Regions from separate parts of the Macaca mulatta genome. Here region 2 is linked to region 1. Evidence: chromatin contacts called from public Micro-C data. All regions are on one chromosome and are shown on one strand. Each heading gives the region's core, a stretch centred on a gene start, on an enhancer-like site or on the middle of the called end of the contact. The rest is flanking DNA. Distances are from core to core; before and after follow the strand shown.

Region 1 (7,777 bases), core at 4,807-7,306:
AACACTATTAACAGAAGTCAAGTTCATGAGAAGTTTTTCTAAAAGTAGCTCCTTCCCCATTAACCAGAGCCTCAAATTCTGTTTTGGCCCTATCCTTCCCTGGGGTTATGTTAGAAGTGGGTGTGCCCTTGGAGATAGTTTTGAAAAGGTAAATTGTTAAAGTGAATTAAATGACCATCAATTCTTTGCAAGCACCCTGTTTCAAAAGATAGAATTTATCTCCCTACCCCTTGAATCTAGGTCAGTCTTATATCATTCTTTCATAAAATATAGCAGAAGTGTCATATTACAACTTCCAAGGAAGACCAGGCTCATGCTACTGTATTCCTGAAAGTGCTGTGCTCTGAAAGACTATGAGGAAAGAGAGGACCCAGCTAAACAGCTATCTCAGCTCATCTGTCACCTACAGCTTCTCCATAAGAGAGTCCAGGCAACAGTACCAGCAGGATTGCCCAATCCACCCACAGAATCAAGAAAAATAATAAATTGCTGTTTTAAGCCACTAGGTTTGGGGTGTTTCTTACGGAGCAACAGATGCTTGATAGAATTGGGGACTAACTGCCTGGCCTCAAATGCAGAAGTTTGTATTTTATCTTCTGGACCAGGGTTTCTCAACATGAAATGATTGACATTTGAGGCTGATAATTCTTTTTTTTGTTTGTTTTGAGATGGAGTCTCACTCTCTCGCCCAGGCTGGAGTGCAGTGGTGCGATCTCGGCTCACTGCAAGCTCCGCCTCGTGTGTTCATACCATTCTCCTGCCTCAGCCTCCCAAGTAGCTGGGACTACAGGCGCCCGCCACCACGCCTGTATTTTTAGTAGAGACGGGGTTTTACAGTGTTAGCCAGGATGATCTCAATCTCCTGACCTCATGATTCGCCCACCTCAGCCTCCCAAAGTGCTGGGATTACAGGCGTGAGCCACCGCGTCCGGCTGAGGCTGGTAATTCTTTGTTGAGGGGGGCTGCCCTGTGCATTACAGGATGCTTAGCAGCATTCCTGCTGCCACTAGATGACAGTGACAGCTCCATCCAGTTGTGACAACCAAAAATATCTCCAGACATTGCCAAATGTCCTCTGGGGGACAAAATCGCACCCCTCCTTTAGCACCATAGGCTAAACCATTCTGAGAATAAGAATCACCTGGGGGGGCCGGGCTCAAGCCTGTAATCCCAGCACTTTGGGAGGCCGAGGCGGGCGGATCACAAGGTCAGGAGATCGAGACCACAGTGAAACTCCATCTCTACTAAAAATACAAAAAATTAGCCGGGCGCGGTGGCGGGCGCCTGTAGTCCCAGCTACTCAGGAGGCTGAGGCAGGAGAATGGCGGGAACCCGGGAGGCGGAGCTTGCAGTGAGCCGAGATTGCGCCACTGCACTCCAGCCTGGGCAACAGCGTGAGACTCCGTCTCAAAAAAAAAAAAAAAAAAAGAATCACTTGGGGGGTTATTAAAACTAGATTTCCAGACTCCTCCCCTAGGGATTCTTATTTATCATGTCCAGATTATGACCTGTAATGTGAATTTTTTAAATGCTCAAGGTATTCTTATCAGAGGAATGTGAGAACTGCTACAGTACAGACCAGGAACCAAAAGAGGTCTGACCTGCTCATTTTGTGTTTCAAGAAGATCCTTCTGGAAGCAGTTGGAAGATAAATCGGGTAGGATGTGGGGGGATGCAGAAAAAAGAATAGAATTGGAGGCTATTACTTAAATTCAGGTGAGAAATAACAAGAGGGTTGTATAGGGCAATGGTGGTGGGGGTGCATTCCAAAGATATTTCTAAGGCAGAATCAGTGAAATTCATGATGAATTGGATATTGGGGAGAGGAGGGCTTAAGAAAAAAAAAATGAGGCCAGCCGCTGTGGCTCACGCCTGTAATCCCAGCACTTTGGGAGGCTGAGATGAGTGGATCATGAGGTCAAGAGATCGAGACCAGCCTGGCCAACACGGTGAAGCCCCGTCTGTACTAAAAATACAAAAATTAGCTGAGTGTGGTGGTGCATGCCTGTAGTCCCAGCCACTTGGGAGGCTGAGGCAGGAGAATCACTTGAACCCAGTAGGCGGAGGTTGCAGTGAGCCAGGATTATACCACTGCACTCCAGCCTGGAGAAAGAGTGAGACTCCATCACAAAAAAAAAAAAAGAAAAAAAAAAAAAGAAAAAGAAAAACAGAAAAAAAAAGAGCAAAAATTAAAGAACTTTTATACTTCAAATGATATCATCAAGCAAGTGAAAAGACAATGTGCAAAATGGGAGAAAATATTTGCAAATTATATATCTGAAAAGGGACTTGTATCCAGAATATGTAAGAACTCTTATGACCAACAATAAAAAGACTAACAACCCAATTTAAAAATGGGCAAAGATCTGAATAGACATGTTTTCAAAGAAGATACCCGAATGGCCAATAAACACATGAAAAGATGCTCAACATCCTTAGCCATCAGAGAAATGCCAAGCAAAACCACAGTGATACACCACTTCATACTCACTAGGGTGGTTATAATCAAGAAGATTGATTATGACAAGTGTTGGCAAAGATGTGGAGAAATTGAAACCCTCACTCATTGCTGGTGGTTACGTAAAATGGTGTAGTCTCTATGGAAAACAGTCTGGTAGTTCCACAGATGGTTAAACAGAGTTACCATATGACGCAGTGTCTACCTACTCCTAGGTAGATACCCAAGACAAATAAAAACAAGCTGGGCACAGTACACCTGTAATCTCAGCACTTCGAGAGGCCAAGCTGGGAGGACTTCTTAAGCCCAAGAGTTTGAGACCAGTCTGGGCAACATAGTGAAACCCCATCTCTACAAAAAATAAAAAAAAAATTAGCTGGGCATGGTGGTGCATACCTGTAGTCCCAGCTACTTGGGAGGCTGAGGTGGGAGGATTGTTTGAGTCCAGTAGTTGAGGTGTCAGTAAGCTTACGTTCATGCTACCACACCCTCACCAGGGTGACAGAGTGAGACCTCATCTGTTAAAAAAAAAAAGTCCCTGTAAGAACTTGGATAAAAATATTAATAGGAGCACTAGTCACATAATGGGCAAAAAGTGGAAAATGTCTATAAATTAATGAATAAATGTGCTATATTAAATATCAATACAGTGAAATATTATTCAGCAATAAAAGGAAATAAAGTGCTGATACATACTACAACACGATGAACTTTGAAAACCTTATACTAAGTGAAAGTAGCCAGTCTCAAAAGACCACATATTATATGACTACGTATTTATGAAATGTCCAAAATAGGCAAAACTAGCCAGGCATGGTAGTTTGCGCCTGTAGACCCAGCTACTTAGGAGGTTGAGGCCAAAGGATCACTTGCAAAACTAAAGGGACACATAGTAGCTTAATGGTTACCCAGGGATGGAGGTGGGACATGAATTGGGGGAAAGGGGAATGTGACTGCTAAAAGGTACAAGGTTGTTTTTTTGTTTTGTTTTTCCTTTTTTTCTTTCTTTCTTTTTTTTTCTTTTTTTTTTTGAGATGGAGTCTTGGTCTGTCACCTAGGCTGGAGTGCAGTGGCATGATCTTGGCTCACTGCGACCTCTGCCTGCCGGGTTCAAGTGATTCTCCTGCCTCAGTCTCCCAAGCACCTACAGATGTGCACCACCAAGTAGGTGTGCACCATTACAGGTGTGCACCACCAAGCTTGGCTAATTTTTGTATTTTTAGTAGAGACAGGGTTTCACTGTATTGACCAGGCTGGTCTCTAACACCTGACCTCAAGTGATCCACCTGCCTTGGCTTCCTAAAATGCTGGTATTACAGGCATGAGCCACTGCCCCCTGCCAAGGTTTCTTTTTAGGGTGACAAAATGTTCTGAAACTGATTTGTGGTGATACCTGCACCACTGTGAATATACTAAAAACCACTGAATTGTATAATTTCTTTTATTTTTCTTTTTGTTTTTTCTTTAATAGGAGACAGAGTCTTGCTATGTTTCCCAGGCTGGAGTGCAATGGCATGATCCCATTACTAATCAGCACAGGAGTTTTGATCTGCTCTGTTTTGGACTTGGGCAGAGTCGTCTTCCTTAGGCAACTTGATGGTCCCCCCCATCCTCGTGGACACCCATGGGTACAGTGCATTACTGCCCAGAATTCCTGGACTCAATCAATTCCCCCAGCTAACCCTCCTGAGTAGCTGGGACCACTGGCATGTGTCACTGCGCCCAGCAAATTGTATTCTTTAAAAATGGGTGAGTTGTAATGATATGTGTGTTAAATCTCAATAAAGCTTGAGTTTCTAGTTTTAATAACTGGAAACATGGTGTCACCATTAGCCAAAATTGGGACTATAGGAGGAAGAATGTGTTTGGGGGGAAAATGAGCCTTGGACATATTGAGTGGCTGTGATAAGCACACAGTAAATGTCCTGCTCTGGAACACAGGAAAGAAGATGGGGTTGGAAATAATAATGCAAATAAACAATCATTTATTGCGCATTTGTTACATACCAGGTGCTGTGAATATGTTGTTTACGTACACTGCCTGGTAGGTTGCATATGTATACTGTTTATTGTTTCTGCTCCCTCTTCCCCTGTGTAAGTCAATGAGAGGAGGGCCTTCATCTCTCTTACCTAATGCTATCTCCAGCACCTACAGCACAGGCTGGCAGAGAGTTGGCATACAGCATTTACTGGGTATATAGAAATGCAGTATCTTTTAACCCTCATAACAATCCTTTGTGGTAGGTTTTTGTTCCCATTTCACACGATTTTCTTAAGACCACAAAGCTAGTAAGTGACAGTGGTCTGTCTGCATTCAAAGTCACAATGCAATGCTATAATCTCTCAATCTCCCAGAACGAATCTGGAACAAAGGAAAGCAGTAAAGGTCATGTAAACCCAATTTGTGCAAATTCATAATAGCTGTATATGAAAATCCAACTGGGTTAGGTGCTGGAGTTAATACAATGATAAACTGGACAAGCATCTGAAGAAAAATACATTTAAGACAAAATCCATGAGACTTGGCGCATAACCTCGCTAGTTCAAGAAGCTCTTTCACACATACTATCTTAGTTAACCCCCACAAATAGCCTAATAAGTAGGTTTTATTACCATTCCAATCAGGCTTTTGTCCTCCACTTAAACTGTACTCCCCAAGGTGACCTCTGTGTTGCTAAATGCAACAGGTACTCACTTCAGGCACAATATTTAAGGGAGCACCAAAAAACTAAGTGATCAAGATGAACAACATTTTTATTTTTTTAAATTAAAATTAATGCAAAAAAAATCCATGAATAACAAAATAAAAACATTCAAAACAAAGAGGATCCTCAGGACTGGGCCCGCCCACCTTAAAGCCCCAACGGAACCCTTCATTCACGATAGGATTGAATGACCTCGAACTAAAGTGTCACGTACTTCCTGCTTGTGATGCTCATGAGCCCGAACGAAGGCTGAAAAACTTCAGGGGGAGCCATTCTGCCCATCATCCCTAGTTCCAGCGCAGTAGCGCAGCATGCACCACGCAGGTAGGAACTGACCCCGTGCTTTTGGAAAAGGCTGAACTGAGGGTGCTTGTGCCCGTGCATGTATGTATTGCACACGTGTGCATGCACGCTTCTCGTCTTGCTTCTATTTCCAAGTCCCAGTTCAGGACAGGGCAGAGTACTGCTTTCCAGTATGCGCCCTGAGCTCGGACTTCGCGCTTGCAGACTGAGGCGCCGGCCTGCGTGTGAAGACAGAAGCTCAGAATTCCTTCCTGCACAAGTGGCAGGTGGAGGGCAACTCTTTGGTGCCTCAATCCGAGACAGGGACACGCCATTCCCTGCGAGGTAGCAAAGGTACCTGAACCTATCAAGCCCTTAAAGACTCCGCGGCACCTCTTAATCGCCTTCCCGTAGCTATTGGAGGTAGAGAAACTGCGGCGGGATGAGCCCCGCAGAGACGGCAGTGGAGCAAGCGATGGTGGAGGTGCAGAGGGAGAAGCATCTCCTTTCGCTCCGCCCCGCCTCTTCTCTCGCCTCCGGCCAATTGCCGTGCGCTCCGAGCCTTGACCCCGCCTCTCCCCGCCTCCTCCGGCCTGTGGCCCCGCCCGCGCCGGTAATAATTAGGATGCGGGCGGGGCCCGCCGCGTCAGCCCTGGGAGCCGGCCAATCCAGTGGCTCTCCTCCGCGGTCGCGTCATAGGCCGAACAACCAAACAGAAAAGTTTAATAAACAGCAGACGGAGGGGCCGGCGGTGGCGGAGCCAGAGGGAGTAGGGGTTCGGCGGCCTTACCTGTCCCGGTTCACCAGCGGCTACCGGCGGCGGCGGGCAGCGCGTCAGGCGGAGAGAGCCGCCGCCAGGTGAATAGCGCGGCCCGCGGGGCCCGGTCTGGTCCGCGCTGCCCCTCCCCCGCCCGCTCCCTTCCCCCACCCGGCTGCAGCGAGGCGAGGCCCGCCCCCGGCCCCTCCCGGCTCCCGGGAGCCGGAAGCGGAGGGCGGCTGGCCGGCGCAGCAGGTGGTGGGCCCGCGGGGGCCGCGGCCGAGAGGGTTAGGACTCCCGGCTCCGGGGGCAGGGGCCGGGGATCGGCGGGTTCACCTCAGACGCGCGCGGGCGCCCGCAGCCCGGGGCCAAAACCTGTCAGGGTGGTCGCGCTGGGGTCCGGAGCCTCAGTTCTTCAGGGCCGCGGAGGCCGCGAAGCGCGCCGCCCCGAGCGGGTTCGTAGCGGTTGGCGGGCGGGGGTCGGAAGGGCCCTGGGCACCCTGGGGCGCGTCAACTCCCCCTCCCCCCCAGTCTCAGGTCTTCTTCGGGATGTTTTTCCACCTGCCGTGTTTTCAGAAACCAGCCGGAGGCAGCCCGTTGTTTCCAACTCCTGACTGGCACCGGGAAGGGAATCGGTCTCTTTTTTCCGTGCTTGGGTTTAGCTTGCTTAGGATTCTAAATTTTTCGTCTGCTCTTTTGAAATAGTTATTTTCAAGTTTTAGCCACCTAAAGAACTACGAAAGAATATTGTGTTTGAAATCTCTTTAACTTGGTTTCGAAGTCATGTGCTAACCCACACAGTTGGGACGCTATGATTTACCTTCACAACTCGGAAGTTGTGACCAGTTGTGAGGAAGTTAGGGCCTTGGGGTTACCTAAAGGTAATTTATATTAAGTTATTGGGCCATAAAAACTGGGCAGAATTGGCCACGCGCGGTAACTCAACGCCTGTAATCCCAGCACTTTGGGAGGCCGACGCGGTCTAATAACAAGGTCAGGAGATCGAGACCATCCTGGCCAACATGGTGAAACCCCGTCTCTACTAAAAATGCAAAAATTAGCTGGGCGTGGTGGTGCTTGCCTGTAGTCCCAGCTACTGGGAGGCTGAGGCAGGAGCATCGCTTGAACCCGGGGGGCGGAGGTTGCAGTGAGCCCAGATCGCGCTACTGTACTCCAGCCTGGCGACAGAGGGAGACTCCGTCTCAAAAAACAAAACAAAAAAAAACCAAAACTGGGCAGAATTAATGATTTTGATGCTCCGAGAAACAGGATTAAATTCCTCTTTCAAAACAAAGTCGGAATTTGATTTTTTAAAAGTGTAAAATACCATAAACTTTTAAGGGTAGTTGTTCAGTTTCTATGTCACCAAGTTTAAGGCACTTTCTGAATTTACGTATAGTTTTCTCCAGAGCCCTAGGGGAAATGTTTTGCAAAATGTGCACGTTTAAGTTTCCAAAACAGGTTGTCTTTTTTATTTTTACTTTTGTAGGTTTTAAAGTATATTTAAAGGGAGACAGAGATCACCAATGTGCAGGAGAAAATACGGGGGTCGATGGATTTATTATCTTGTAGTGA
Region 2 (6,874 bases), core at 3,975-6,474, 100 kb after region 1:
AACAGAATGAGACTCCATCTCGCAAAACAAACAACAAGCAAACAAACAAACAAAAAACACCATTCACATTAGCACCAGTAAGAGGGAATGCTTAGGTATAAATCTAATAAAATATGACAAGATCTATGTGAAGAAGATGACAAAACTAATCAAGGAAATCAAAGATAATTTCAATAAATAGCTATTTCATTTCAGTGCTAGGAAGACTCAATATTGTCAGTTCTTCCCACGTTAGTCCGTAAGTTCAATGTGATTTCAGTCAAAATCCTAGCACATTATTTTGTGGATAGCAACAAAGTAATTCTAAAGTTTATGTGGAGGGGCAAAGGCTCAAAATGGCCAATGCAATATTGAAGAACAAAGTAAAAGGCTGATGCCACCCAACTTAAACACCTACTATAAAGCTCCCATAATGAAGACTACTATTTGCAGAATATATCAGAGAGCCCAGAAATAAACCAACACAATCATAGTTAACTGATCTTTGACAAAGGAGAGAAGACAATTCATGGAGAAAGTCTTTTTCATAGGAATACTTTTTCAAGCAGTACATTTCCATGCAAAAAAAAAAATGGATCTAGATACCTTGAACCTTTCACAAAAGTTAACTCAAAATTTATCATAGACCTAAATGTAAAACACAAAAACGTAAAACTTAGAATATAAGAAATTCAAGGCAACCTTGGGTTTGGTTTCGATTTTTTTTTTTTTTTTTTTTGACGCGGAGTCTTGCTCTGTGCCCCAGGCTGGAGTGCAGTGGCGCGATCTCGGCTCACTGCAAGCTCCGCTCCCCCGGGTTCACGCCATTCTCCTGCCTCAGCCTCCCGAGTAGCTGGGACTACAGGCGCCCGCCACCTCGCCTGGCTAATTTTCTTGTATTTTTAGTAGAGACGGGGTTTCACCGTGTTAGCCAGGATGGTCTCGATCTCCTGACCTCATGATCCGCCCGTCTTGGCCTCCCAAAGTGCTGGGATTACAGGCTTGAGCCACCGCGCCCGGCCTGGTTTCGATTTTTTAAGTAAAACACTAAAAGCATAACTTGTGAAAGGAAAATAATTGATGACTTGAACTCTGTTAAAGTTAAAAACTGCTCTGCAGAAGCTGCTGTTAAAAAAATTAAAAGATAAGCCACAGACTTGGAAAAAATTAGCAAAACATATAAAGGGCTTTCATTTAACATATACAAAAAACTCTTAAAGCTTAATTGTATGAAAACAATCCAACCTAAAAATGGGCAAAATATCTGAACAGATATCTCATCAAAGAAGATACACTGAGAGCAATTAAAAAAAAAAAAAAAAAAGGCCTGCAGCCTCAGCTACTCAGGAGGCTGAGGCAAGAGAGTCACTTGAGGCCAGGAGTTTGAGTTTGGTCTGGGCAACATAGTGAGGCAACATAAAAAAAAAAATTTTTTTATGGGCAACATAAAAAAAAAATTTTTTTTTTAAATGATTTAATAAAGTACACTTGGTTAAAAAACAAAAGCATCCACACTGACATTTTAGCAGCTTTATTCTTAATTGCCAAAAATTGGAAGCAACCAAGATATCCTTCAATAGGTGAACAAACTAACTATGGAACATTTATACAGTGAAACAGCATTCAACAATAATAGAAAGGAACTTTCAGGGCAGGAAAAGACATAGAAGAAACTTAATGCATATTGCTAAGTGAAAGAACCCAATCTAAAAAGCTACATACTATATGATTCCAATTATATGACATTCTGGACAAGTCAAGACTACAGAGACAGTAAAGAGATAAGTGGCTGCCAGTGGTCCAGGGAATGAATAGAAGCAGCAGAAGGGATTTTTGGAAATTAAGAAAACAATCTCACTTACAATAGCTACCAAAAAACCCCTAACCAAACAAAACACTTGGGAATAAATTTAACCAAGGAGGTGAAGGACCTGTACACTGGTAACTAGAAAACATCAATGAAAGAAATTGAAGTAAACAGAAATAAATGAAAAGATATGGCCAGGTGCAGTGGCTCACGCCTGTAATTCTAGCACTTTGGGAGGCCGAGGCAGACAGATCACCTGAGGTTGGGAGTTCGAAACCAGCCTGTCCAACATGGAGAAACCCTGTCTCTACTAAAAATACAAAATTAAACAGACGTGGTGGTGCATGCCTGTAATCCCAGCTACTCGGGAGGCTGAGGCAGGAGAATCGCTTGAACCCCGGAGGCTTCCTCAGCCAATGACAATGATCATAATGAAGCCTATTGGGCCTCAAGGAAAAATATTCAAGAGAATAAGATAGAGAAAGACTGAAAAATTGCATCTATGTAAAGTTTATAAGGATGGAAAAGCCATGTGCATACAAATGGAATGAAAAAAACCATGAAAATATGAAGACTACATTGGTGGGATTATGGGCAATATCTTTCTTTTAAAATTCTTTCTTAATAAGTGTTGTGATGTACATGGCCAACACATTCTCTTCCAAAAAATGAGAAAGAAAAAAAATAGTATACTTACTTGCAAGTTATTTCAAATGCTGTTTTCCAAATAGAGAACAGCTTTGGCGTTTTCAGACACTATGTATAATTAGTGGGTTGGTGAAGTCTATTTTAAAACTATGAAATCTTACTCCCTCCTCAGCCATCTCATCCCCACATCCTTTTCCACAGATACATCTGCCCCACCTCCTTTCCCTAAAAGACTTTGGTTTTCTCTCTCCAAGGGTCTTATCATTTAGGCTTTTGTTAACTTGTGTGTATTCAGCAGAAGCTCATGGCCTAGCATCCCCCACACAACACATGCTCCATAAAAAAGGAATTAAAGATGTGAGCTGCTGGTGTATCCCCATGGCCTGGCATAGAGTATGGGCTTATTGGCTATTCCTTCATTTCCTTTTGGTCAAGTTTTATATTAATGACTTATATATTATGGAGCACCTATTCTGTGCCAGGTGTTTTGCTAGGTATTGACAGAGTTGTACATGGAAATAAGAAAGCTCGTGGTTTTAATGGGAAGGGGCAGGGCAACTACAGAACGTGAAAATAATTCATTGCCTTGCAGCTGAGAGTAGCTTAAATTAGGCAAGTATCAAGTGCTGCCTGGAATGCCTCTTTATAAAGCCACCAAGTTGGGATACTCCCCTCTTCTTTTCCTCTTTCAGGAACCTACCAGAACAAGTCAGACCACCTTCATTCCTTCCCCAGGGCTGACTTAAAAGAACTGAAGCCAGTCCTTGGCAGAGCCACTCAGGGCAGGAGATGAGAGCCAAGAGGCTGTGCCCAGACTGTGCTCCTTACTAGGTGATGATCACTGGTCATGCCTGGTGGACAGGCACCAGAGTGATCTCAGGGGCTAGGAAGGGGGGCTCAACAGCGGGCCCTGCTTGCCGTACTTGCTCCTCTCAAGCCTTCTGGTTTCAGGCCCACTTAGCTCACATTATCCTGCCATCTTCCAGCCTCTTCTCCCTAAGCTGAAATGCAGAGCAGCCTCCCTAACTCAGCAGTCACCGTGTCACATTCCTCAAGAATCTTCAGGGAACCCTTGCCCAGACTATCGTCTACTTTTCTAGATTTCAGCCGGCCTCCTGGCTGTTTAAAAGTGTACCTGAATCATTCACACCAACAATAACACAACAGCACACTCTCCGGTGTGTTCCAAGTGTCCTGGCTGTGGCGTGGTCTCAAAAAACTGCAGCTGACTGCACATGAGTGATTAGATTAACACCTTGAACCGACCCTAAGATAGTCTGCCTTTCCCTTCTTTCCTGCCTTCCTCCTTTTCTTTCTTTTTTTTTTTTTTTAAATTTTTTTTTTTTTTTTGAGACGGAGTCTTGCTCTGTCACCCAGGCTGGAGTGCAGTGGCCGGATCTCAGCTCACTGCAAGCTCCGCCTCCCGGGTTTACGCCATTCTCCTGCCTCAGCCTCCCGAGTAGCTGGGACTACAGGCGCCCGCCACCTCGCCCGGCTATTTTTTGGTATTTTTTAGTAGAGACGGGGTTTCACCGTGTTAGCCGGGATCGTCTCTCGATCTCCTGACCTCGTGATCCGCCCGTCTCGGCCTCCCAAAGTGCTGGGATTACAGGCTTGAGCCACCGCGCCCGGCCACCTCCTTTTCTTTCTCCCTCTCTGTCCTTTCCTATTTCTTTTTTCTTTCCTTTCCTTTATCCCCCTCCCTTCCTTTCCTCTTCTTTCCTCCCTTTTCTCTCTTTCCACACACACATAATCTCTGTATGCCAGGCATTATTCTAGGTGCTTCACAAATATTAATTCATTCCATTCTCATATTAATTTTGGGAAGTAGGAACTATTATCATCAACATTATACAGAGAAGGAAGCTGAGGTATAGAAAGTTTAAGTAACTTGTCCAAGGTTGAGCAGTTTGTCAACGTCATTTTACTACCGGCATGTGAAACAGGTGAGTTATATTTTTTAGAATATTAATTCTCATTAATTGAAGCCTTCCAAACAGGCGTAACTGTTCCGTTCTCTGAAACACAAGTGGAAGTGTCATAGCTGGACGGAGCAGCGTGGTATGCAGGGAGAAAGGACGCGACTGGGTATTCTTCTGAAGCTCAGGAAGCAGCTCCTGGGGAGAAAGTGTCTGTTTCCCGGAAGCGGACAAGAGTTCTGTTGAGCTGAAGAGCAGGGCAGCAGCTGGGGCGAGCGAGGCTGGAGTCATGCAGGGCAGAGCCTTAACTGCTAAGCTAGGTTTTGCTCTCGATAGGACCAGCTGCCCCGAGCGGAGGCTGGAACCAGATCTCCCCGATGTGGACTCGCGGATGGGGAGGGGATCAGGACGGGGGCGGGGCCAGGGGAGGGGCGGGGCTCGGGGAGTGAGGGAGAGACTGGATGACCTGGGGCTCGCAGGGCGAGGCCAGGGGAAGGGCGGGGCTCTCGGAGGGAAGGTGGGACTGGAGGACCTAGGGCTCGCGGGGGCGGGACAAGGGGAGGGGAGGGGATCGGGGAGGGAGGAGAGACTGTGAAGGACCTGAGGCTCGCAGGGGCGGGGCCAGGGGAGGGGCGGGGCTCTGGAAGAGAAGGCGAGACTGTGGAGGACCTGGAGCTCGAGGAGGTCAGGGGTAGGGAAGGGGCAGGGTTCAGGGTTCGGGGGTGGGTTGTTTACGGTGAGATCAAAATCAGGCAGGAGCTTCCGGGGTCCCTGCTGTGCCACCCAGACAGGCCGTGAGGGTGGGCCGGGGGGACGGGGCCGGGCCTGACCACGGCGGCAGAGTTCAGTCCCAGTTTCCGCACGCCACCTTAGGCCCGCAGCCGTGCCGGGTGCTCGCCAGCATGTCCTTCATCCCGGTGGCCGAGGATTCCGACTTCCCCATCCACAACCTGCCCTACGGCGTCTTCTCCACCAGAGGCGACGTGAGCAGTGGGGCTTCGGCTTCCGGGCGCGGGGAGGGAGTGGAGTGGAGTGCAGTGGAATGGAGTGGAATGGAGTGGAATGAGGGGCGGGATGGAGGCTTGGGTCATTTTTCTCTTAAGATCCGTTCCGTGAGAGTGCCTGTGGGCTCGAATCCCACCTCGTAACTTTCTAGTTGTGCACATTATTTGACTTTTCAGCCTCAGTGTCCTCAGGTTTGCTGAGAACTAAATGCAAAATGAAATGAATAGTGTCACTCTCCCAGACAAGCAGAGCAAGCAGGATTCTGTTACCGGAAGCTGCAGTACGCAGGCATGCTGCCTACTCCGAGGCGGTTGCGGTGTGTTTCTCTTGCCCAAGAGGCTGGTGGTTCATCTCACTGGATAGCCCCTAACCCTAGAACCCAGGAAATGATAACCCGGTATGCGTAGCAGCTCAGAGGGGGACGCGCATGTCCTGTCTTAGAGCTGTGCGATCTAAGATGGCAAGTGTCTCTCTCTGCCTGTTGCTGGAATTCTTTCAGCTCCTGGTGTGGGCTGCCTGGCATTCCCCCACTGATCAGAAGAAAGAGGGCAGGGAAACAAACTTTGACTAAGTCAGTGTAGTCTGATTGGTAGAAATAAGTGTTTGAAAACTGGAGGTTTATGAGCAAATAGATAATAAGAGGGTCCCTAGGTTGGAAAAGCAAATTCCCTTGGATTTGTTGATGATATTTTTGGCTTAGATTTTTGCTCCCAACTTTAAAGGTACACTTCTGATTCAGCTCTGTAAGCCATAGAACCCCAGAATCAGGAAATGTTTGCTAAACGAGGGGCTTGGCAGTTGGCTTCTTCCTGGAAAGTGGGGTCCCCTCCTTCCCCCATGGCTTGTCATTGGAGGCAAGTGGCTGGCCTTTTATGGGCCTGTCTGCAGTGAGTACTTTGGTCTAGAAGAGTCAACTTGTGGTTTCATATCTGGCCAGGCTGACCAGATGTTGCAAGGACACAGAAAGTGGACACTAAATCCCCTGGAGGACACAATTTGAGGCACATTAAACCTTAACCTGTGATGGCCAACAACCTTTCTGCAGACAAAGCCCTTCCTCTGCCGTCCTCAAACACTTTGCCCTCAGCAGATGTGTCCTCCCTCACCTTTCCTGGAGCACAAATCCATTAGACAGAAACATTTGTGAGAGGCAGGCACACCCCAGTAGGGTGCTCTGACTTGCTTTCTCAGGGGAATCGAATTAATGTCCCTTAGAGTGTGGCTAGGGGCTTTCAGACACCATGTCCTGCTGTTTCAACATCAGCATGTGCAGGGCAGCCACTATAGATGTCTGGGAGAGAGAGCCCCATCCCCCTGTCCTCTGATAGAGTGCTGGGGGTGGAGAGTTGGCCCTTTGGCCGTCCAGCTGAACAAGCCTCATCTGAAACTTTCTCTGCAGGCACTGGACATTCCAACGGTGATGGCTGCCTTGCCAGGCAAGACTAGTTGCCAAGGCAAAACCTCCCTTCCCCCATGTCAGCAGTCAGCCCTTCCTAATTTGAGTGGAATAACAATG

The links. A called contact is a pair of places that touch in the nucleus more often than the background predicts.
Region 2: a Micro-C map of CD4 T cells shows a contact between it and region 1, with 10 times the contacts expected there. The contact joins the promoter of FAH here to the promoter of ZFAND6 in region 1. A contact is called at or near these places in 4 of 14 Hi-C or Micro-C datasets (CD4 T cells, blood, cortical neurons and 1 more).

The regions. Positions count from the first base shown.
Region 1 is chr7:58,258,893-58,266,669 of T2T-MMU8v2.0, forward strand. It overlaps ZFAND6 (zinc finger AN1-type containing 6), which reads left to right and starts at 6,057. Exons shown (of 6, transcript NM_001194435.1): 1 at 6,057-6,303. It overlaps LOC144330036 (a long non-coding RNA gene), which reads right to left. Exons shown (of 2, transcript XR_013395856.1): 2 at 7,357-7,777.
Region 2 is chr7:58,360,739-58,367,612 of T2T-MMU8v2.0, forward strand. It overlaps FAH (fumarylacetoacetate hydrolase), which reads left to right and starts at 5,225. Exons shown (of 14, transcript NM_001257529.2): 1 at 5,225-5,336. The coding sequence starts at 5,256.